Linked DNA regions of Canis lupus: region 2 is linked to region 1. Evidence: chromatin contacts called from public Hi-C data. All regions are on one chromosome and are shown on one strand. The core of a region is the stretch at or near the end of the contact, and the rest is flanking DNA. Distances in the headings are between cores, read along the strand shown.

Evidence for each region. A called contact is a pair of places that touch in the nucleus more often than the background predicts.
Region 2: a Hi-C map of liver shows a contact between it and region 1, with 3 times the contacts expected there. The contact joins the promoter of CILK1 here to the enhancer-like site in region 1. A contact is called at or near these places in 3 of 9 Hi-C or Micro-C datasets (amygdala, blood and liver).

Annotation. Positions count from the first base shown.
Region 1 is chr12:20,588,222-20,591,877 of UU_Cfam_GSD_1.0, reverse strand. No RefSeq gene overlaps it. Among named protein-coding and RNA genes, the nearest start is that of TMEM14A, 41 kb to the right of the region's middle. Within about 2 kb of position 1,822, at least 7 of the 20 cell types and tissues checked have an H3K27ac peak or open chromatin away from gene starts, as enhancers often do. A contact at or near this core is called in liver, where this site is marked.
Region 2 is chr12:20,753,903-20,757,558 of UU_Cfam_GSD_1.0, reverse strand. CILK1 (serine/threonine-protein kinase ICK) reads left to right here and starts at 2,030. Exons shown (of 14, transcript XM_038554320.1): 1 at 2,030-2,097. LOC111098286 (a long non-coding RNA gene) reads left to right here. Exons shown (of 3, transcript XR_005367863.1): 2 at 273-303; 3 at 1,509-1,651.

The sequences.
Region 1 (3,656 bases), core at 573-3,072:
ATATTTGATCCACTTTGCTTCCTATTTTTCTCTCAAAAGCTTTGCTAACCTCCTGTCTGCACCCAACAGCTTTTTGAAAATATTTGTCCTTTGGAAATTTTGACATAATTGTGATATTCTAAGTCAACAAGCCAGCCAAGGATACCTGGTAGAAAAAAAAATGTAGACTCTGACCTTGGAAATTGATGAAATATTCTTAAGAATTATGACCTAATAAATCATACTTAAATAGCTTTATTCTTTGTTTCATTTGGTAAATGTTTACTGAGCACCTATTTTGTTCCCTGAATTTTTCTACGCAGGGAGGATGCCATGGTACTTATAAGAGCATTTTCCTGTGTAGACAATGAGTTAAAAAACAAATCAATGAGAAAATTATTAGTGGTGAGTGCTAAGGGGAAAATAAAACAGAGTAGGGTGATGGAGAGTTTTTAGGGTGGCAGTGGGCAAGTGGTTAATTTAAAATGACTGGTCACAGAAGACTAAGTCCAAGTGTGTGGGCCGCCACGGACTAGCTAGAGTTACTAACCCAAACTAGGCCCGGACTTGCGTCCCTCATTCACTCAAAAGGCTCGGGAGCCTAAAGGGTGAATAGTTGGTAGACGCTTGAGAAAGGGCTTGAGCAACGGTTTTCAGAGCTCGCTTCTACAGTGATCGCCCACATAACACAATAGATACAATTTATTCTGGCCTGCTCATAAACTTAAATAGGGGTCTGTGCTGTCCTTGCTGGTCTGTTAACCATGTATAATGTTCCTTCGAGGTACATACACCTGGAGCAACAAGCTTATCTATTAACCAGGACCCTAAATCTTCTGGCGCCTGTGGGTTTGTCTTGCATGCTGATAAAGGGAAAGCTTGGAGGGATTCACAAATATGCTAAGAATGGACATTTCCTTATCTTTGTTTTGCTTATGCTACATAATGCTGTAGAACCTTGAATAAAGCTGACACTGCTTGGACATCATCCACTGTGTCCCTCCTGTCCCCATCTCTTTACTTTTCTTTTATTTTCCTCATCCCCTTATCCTCAGGACCCTGATCGTGTTGCCGCAGAGCGCGTAACACAAGTGACAGGAAGAAGCCAAGCATGAGAAGATCCAAGGCAACAGGGTGCTAACTAGAGGTACTAATGAGGACAAGGATCTTGGTCAAGAACAACTTTGGTGTGTTTTAGGCACAGTAGGCAAGCAGATGTTGCAGGAGCATGGTGAGAAAGTATTGGAAGATGAAGTCAGAGAGGTAAGCAAGGTCAGTTATTTATTGCAGTGCCTCGGTTATTTATTGCTGCATAATAAATCAGGCCAAAGGTTAGTGACTTAAAGCAACAAACATTTATTCTCTAGCACACTTTCTGAGGGTCAGGATCCCAGGAGCAACTTAGGTAGGTGATTCTGGGTCAGGATCTCTCAGGACGTTGTATGCCAAGCCATCAGCAGGGGTTGCAATTATCTGAAAGCTTCACTAAGGACAGGCAATCCACTTCCAAGATGGTTCCCTCACATGGCTGTTGGCAATGAGCCTCTCAGTCCCTTGTCATGTCTGCTTCTTCGTATAGCTGCTTGAGTATCTTCATGATAGATCAGCTAACTTCCCCCTAGAGCAAGCAATCCAAGGGAGAACAAGACAGAAACAGCAATGTCCTCTACAATCTATCATCCAGGGCCACACTTCTGATGATAGTGACCGATTGGAAACCCATGTAGGAAGAGAAAGCATTTGGAGAGGAGAAGGGAAGCAGAGTGGGAGCCAGTCAAGGAATCTGAGGAGGTGGTGTCCATGAAGTAGGGGAGAGCCAGGAAAGAGTAGCGTCCTGAAGGAGAGGAGCACGAGGACTGGAGAGTAAAGGGTGAATCTGGGGACAGGAGGCCACTGCTGGCCTTGATGAGCGCTGTGGAATGTGGGACAGAAGCCTGACCAGAGTGGGTTGAGGAGGAAATGGGAAGTGAGTAGAGACAACTGCTACTGATCACCCTTTTGCGAAGTTTTGCCCTAAGAAGGGCAGATGTGTGGGACAGTAGACTTTATCTGTGAACTAAAAAAGAAAGGGAATGTTAAACAGGTTGGGGTCGGCTTCATTTGTGATCGTGGGAAGTCACCTAAGAGCAGTGAGGCTGTGTACTACACAGTGACAGAGTTTCCTGAAGGCACTTAGGTTGTTGGCACCAGGAAGTTTCCGTTGCTCTGGAAAGTGTGCCATCTAGTGCTCAGCCATGGCAGCCGAGTCAGACTAACTTCTCAGAGTAGGTTGTTTCAAAACAATCTGTTTGCTGGAAAAGAAATCACTTTTTCCTGTAAATCTTAAATCTATGTTGGAAAACTGCCAAAATGGAAACTAGAAATTTCTGACTGAGAAGCCAAGTTGGAAAGTTTTCCATGCTTCCTTTCAACACCTTCTAGTTCATTCTTCTCATTTCTTTCTCTACCATCTCTTTTCCTTTGTCCATCAGTCCCATACTCAGTTTCCTTTTCCATTGTCCATTTCTATGATAAAGATCGGAGTGATGCTCCTACAAGCCAGCAGCTAGGGGACAGGCATGGAACAGATTCCCCTCACAGCCCTCAGAAGGAAACACCCTTGTTGACACCTTGATTGCAGACTTCTGGCCTCCAGAACTGTGAGAGAATAAATTTCTATTGTGTGAGCCACCCAGGTTGTGGTAATTAGTCGCCAATGGCCACAGAAAACGAGTGCAGCTACTTTGTGATAAATGAGAAGGAAAACACACAAAACATAGATGACTCTCAAAATAATGATATGGACTGGAAGAAACTAGACAAATCACAGCACTTATTGTATGCTTCTACTTACGCGAAATTCTAGAAATTGCAAACTAATTTTGCACGACCAAGCAGACCAGTGGTATGGGGAGCGACAGGAGGAAGGGATTGTAACAGGGCATCAGACCTGCTGTATTCAATCTACTGACTGTGGTGATGCTTTCATGGGGGATGCATATGTCAAAACTTATCCAACTGTACACTTGAATTATATGTTTTATTATAGGTCAGTTATGCCCCCAAATATGGTAATAATACTAATGGAGGCAAATAAAACCCCACAAATCTGTCCTGTAGATAGTCATTCTGGACAATTCATCTGCACGCCATGCTGCCTTGCCTGCCTCCCTGGCCTCTGGCATGTCGCCTTCTAATTACAAACTGACTGAAGTCTCTCCTGTCCTAACCCTCTTAGCCATCTACTTCTCCACCCCTCAGAAAAAAACCCAACAAACACTATAAAACAAATCAAAACAGTTCTCTATCTCTATCTGGTTTTCCCATTGGCTATATCCTTCCCACTTATTTCTCACTTCCAAAGCTTCAGACGTCTACATTCTAGCTACACTTCCTCTCACCAAAGGCCAAAGTGTTGAACTTTTGTTTCATAACCAATGAACTAACCACCACCTTAGTCCTATTGTTTCAAAGGTCTCTTCTCAGTTTCATCTTCTTTGACCTCTTTACTGTAAACACAAGCCCACCCTCCCTCTCCATCCACAACTTACTGCCAGAGCCTCCCTGCCCTCCACTAAGCTCTAGTTCTCATGTAATTTGGGGGCTCCCTTTGCTTATTTAGTGATTTATATGTCTTTCTTGCCACATGCTGTCACACTCATTGCTTCCAATCCTGCTTCGTTTCAAAAGGTCAAAAT
Region 2 (3,656 bases), core at 781-3,280, 170 kb before region 1:
TTATAACCGGAGATTGATAAATGTGATTCACAAACACGAAAGATCAGTTTTGCAAATGAAGAATGAGGTAGATGGAAATGTTTTCAGAACTACTCAATTTCACTGAACATGTTGTTTGCTAATTTAAGATATATTGGTTAATACAGATAACTTCTATTCTAGTTAATAATAAAGCTTAATAAAATAATAATTAGTATCCTATAATTAGGATAAATTAAGCACCTATTTTATTAAACTGCTGTTATGTTTCAATTACTAATTTTCTATTTTAGACCAGTACCTGCTGTATCCACTACACCTCAGGTTTGTATCATCCTATTATATTATATTTACAGGATTATAATTTTCCTGACCTAAATCATTTACTAGCTCAGTGGACCCTTGCTAAAGGTAGACCAAGAGAGTCCCTCTATTTGCTGGGTAGACTTGCATGGACAACTGAATTTGACTAAAACTGTTAATTTTAGATACTTTAAAAATCACTCTTCACCAGAGCAGTATATAATTTGTTAGGCTACCCCTGTTGTCTCTCTCTCTCTTTTCGTTGATAAAGACTTTCAATTTTCGTTTGCCAAATGGTTTGGGTGTTACATAGGTAAACACAAAGATCAATGTTATACATTTGCCAAGAGGCCAGATGATCTTTCCCATTTGGGAAGGGAAATCTTGCATCTTGCAGGTTTTTTTCAATAGGAGGAAGAAGAGTGAGGGATTCAGGTCTTTGATATAGATTCTTTTACGGAAAAAAAAAATGCCTTGAGTTCTTAGAATTCAAAAATAAAAGGAGAGAAAATCGATATGGTGATGAGCTGGAAAATTTAAACTCCGAGAAAGACCCACAATGTGTAAATGGGCTATTGCTTTATTGATGAAAAGTGTGTTGCTTAGGGCAATATGGTTCCCTGGACCAAAAGCATCAGCACCAGAATTCTGGGAAAAAGGCCCAGCAATGTTTTCATAAGCCCCCAAATGATTACGATGCCTCCAAGTAAAGTTGCCCCCTCTGCTATGGGCATTAAACTAGTTCTGAAAAATAGAAAGTCTTGGGGCAATCGTTTAAATTTAAATGCGGGGTTGGGGGTGAAGGGGGGGAGGCTTGAAGCAGTTTTTTTTTTTTTTTTTCAAGTCACTTCAGGACCGTCTTTATATGAATGATTTAAGGTACTGTCTACAACATAATTTATGACACAAGTGAGTGTGTTTAACACACCAGTGCAAGTATTAGATTGCATATAACTTGTTACACACAGAGGACAATTGTTGCATTAGATACTATCTAGTCTGCTTCCCACCTGGGTGACAATCCAGTCTTTCAAACGGAAGTTGCTACCTATAAAACTCTTCAAGTTCCAATGAATCCTCCCAGGCAATCCGTTGCGTTTTCATGAAAAATAAAATATATATAAGTATATCTATATGTATTTTATTGCGGGGAAAATCCAACACCATCTGCCATCATACCCCATGTTGGAGCGGAACGTTTCAGGGGCATTGATTTCATTGACAAGGTGCATCCCCGGTTACGTTTGCTGAAGCCGGGGGAGAAGATTTTTCACCATGAGCATCAGCCTGTAATGAAACGTCCTCAGAACCCGTGTGCACGGCCTCCAGCTCTACGTCCTGATGCCGGATGCAGCCGACCTGCAGAAAAGGCGTGTGAGTGGGGCCGGGCGGGGGCGGGGCGGGGCGGGGCGGGGCGGGGCGGGGCGCCGGGGTGGTCGGCGGGTGCGCGGCTCCCGGGCTCGGTCGGCCGCGGCGGCCGGGACGCGGTGCAGGGACGCGCAGGGCCGGCGAGGGGAGCTGCAGGGTAACTTTTCCCAGGGAAAGCGCCCGGTCGTCCCCGCTAGAAGCCTCCCTGCCTTTTGTTTGTTTTTCTGCCGGAGGCTGGAGAGCGGCCGGGTTCCTGCTGCTCCACCATGCGCCGCGCGGCCCGTGCGACCCTCCGGAGCGCCCTGGCGTCCCCGCACGGACCGCGCGGCCGGTCCTAGCGGCGGTCGCCCCCCTCCCCGGTGCCCTGCGGGCCGGGCCGCTGCGCCCCCGCCGCCCAGGAGCCGCGCTCACCGCAGGGGCGGGCCCCCGCCTGCGTCCGCGGCGCCGGTAAGTGGGGCCCGGGAGGCAAGGGGCTCGTGCGGGGCGACCTGTCACGGGGCGCGGAGGGCTGCAGCTGCCGAGGCGCCGCCGCCCGGGGCCCCCGCCCGGAGCCCCCGCCGCCCGGGGCCCCCGCCGCCCGGAGCCCCCGCCGGGGCTGGGAGGGGACCGGGACGCTGCTGGGCTGTAGTTTCTCTCCGCCGTCGTGTGGCTCTCGCCCTCTCGGCGTGGAAACTCCGGATGGCCGGGAGTCTGGAAGGTTTGGGGGGTGTTTACCTCCCGGTGCTGCGGCCGGCGAAGCCCCCCGCCCAGGTGGAAGCCCCTTCCAACTGGGATGTGGAGGACTTGTTCCTAGAATTTCCCTGACTAGGCCTGTGGCTGTCCCATATGGGGTCTTAGCAGGAATCCGCACCCATGTATGTGCAACCATTTTTCAGTTTTTTGTTTTTTGTTTTTCTGCTCTGATTTCTTCTTAACCTGAGTAGATGTAATGAGACGGATGTTAGAGGGTTTCTTCCCCCCCCCTCCACCCCCCACCCAGAGCAACCGTTTCTTTTGTAATGTGCCTGTTCAAATCTGACTTGGACACTACCATTGAGAGGTCTTACTTTTAAACATAAAAGTAGTGGGAGGCATCATTCCGCAGAAAAAAGTATTCATTCCTACTTACAATCAAGTAAAGATCTGCTTTTGCCAAAGCTGGGCTATGCTGAGAGAATACTGCCTTGAATTGTGCATGCAAGTCTAGATTTCTCCAAGGTATTGGGACTTGCGTTCTTGTGTGATTTTGTTATTTTGTTTTTGGTTTTGTTGTTGTTGTTGTTGTTTGTTTGTTTGTTTGTTGCCCAGAGCACTCTTTGTAGCAGTAGAAGTTTGATAGCTACACTTTTCATTTCTTGCATTTTCCAGTGAGTAGGCTTTCGGGATGTGCCTCAATAATGAATTGTACTGTTGCTGAATGTGACATTAAAATGAGCTTGAAATTTGTGTCATCAGCATATAAATATTAAGAAGAATTTGTGCTTAACCGTATACCAGCCATACTCGGAGTAAATGTATGCATAGATATGCACATACGAAATCACTTCTGGATAAAGTGCTGCAATTTGGTAAAGAATCCTTCTCTCTCTCTCTCTCTTTCTTTCTTTTTCTTGTTTTTTTAATTTGGTAAGGAATCTTTAAGGCCTTCCTGCCTATCTGAGGACCAGTGATCGTCCTGGAAGTGGGTGTAGAAATGAGACCAGTGCTGGGGTTTTCTACTTAAAATGATATCCTGTACCATTGCCTCCTCTCTAAGGTCCAGCACCCTACACCGACCGTGCCAACTTTCTGTTTCCCACCCTGTCCACTTTGGCTTGCCCCTTCTCCAAAGTCAAAGCTGTTAGCTGGGCAGTAGTGAGCAGCCAGGTTTCTTAATGAGATCGGTTTAGTTTAGATGATGGAGGGATATAGTGGAGGGTTGATGGAGCCTGTCTGAGGAGGCAGAGGTCTGTGCTTCTTGTCAAGGGAATGCAGCATTTAGTCACACAGAAGTGGTTTTTCTCACTGAAGTTTCTTACCTACAGACT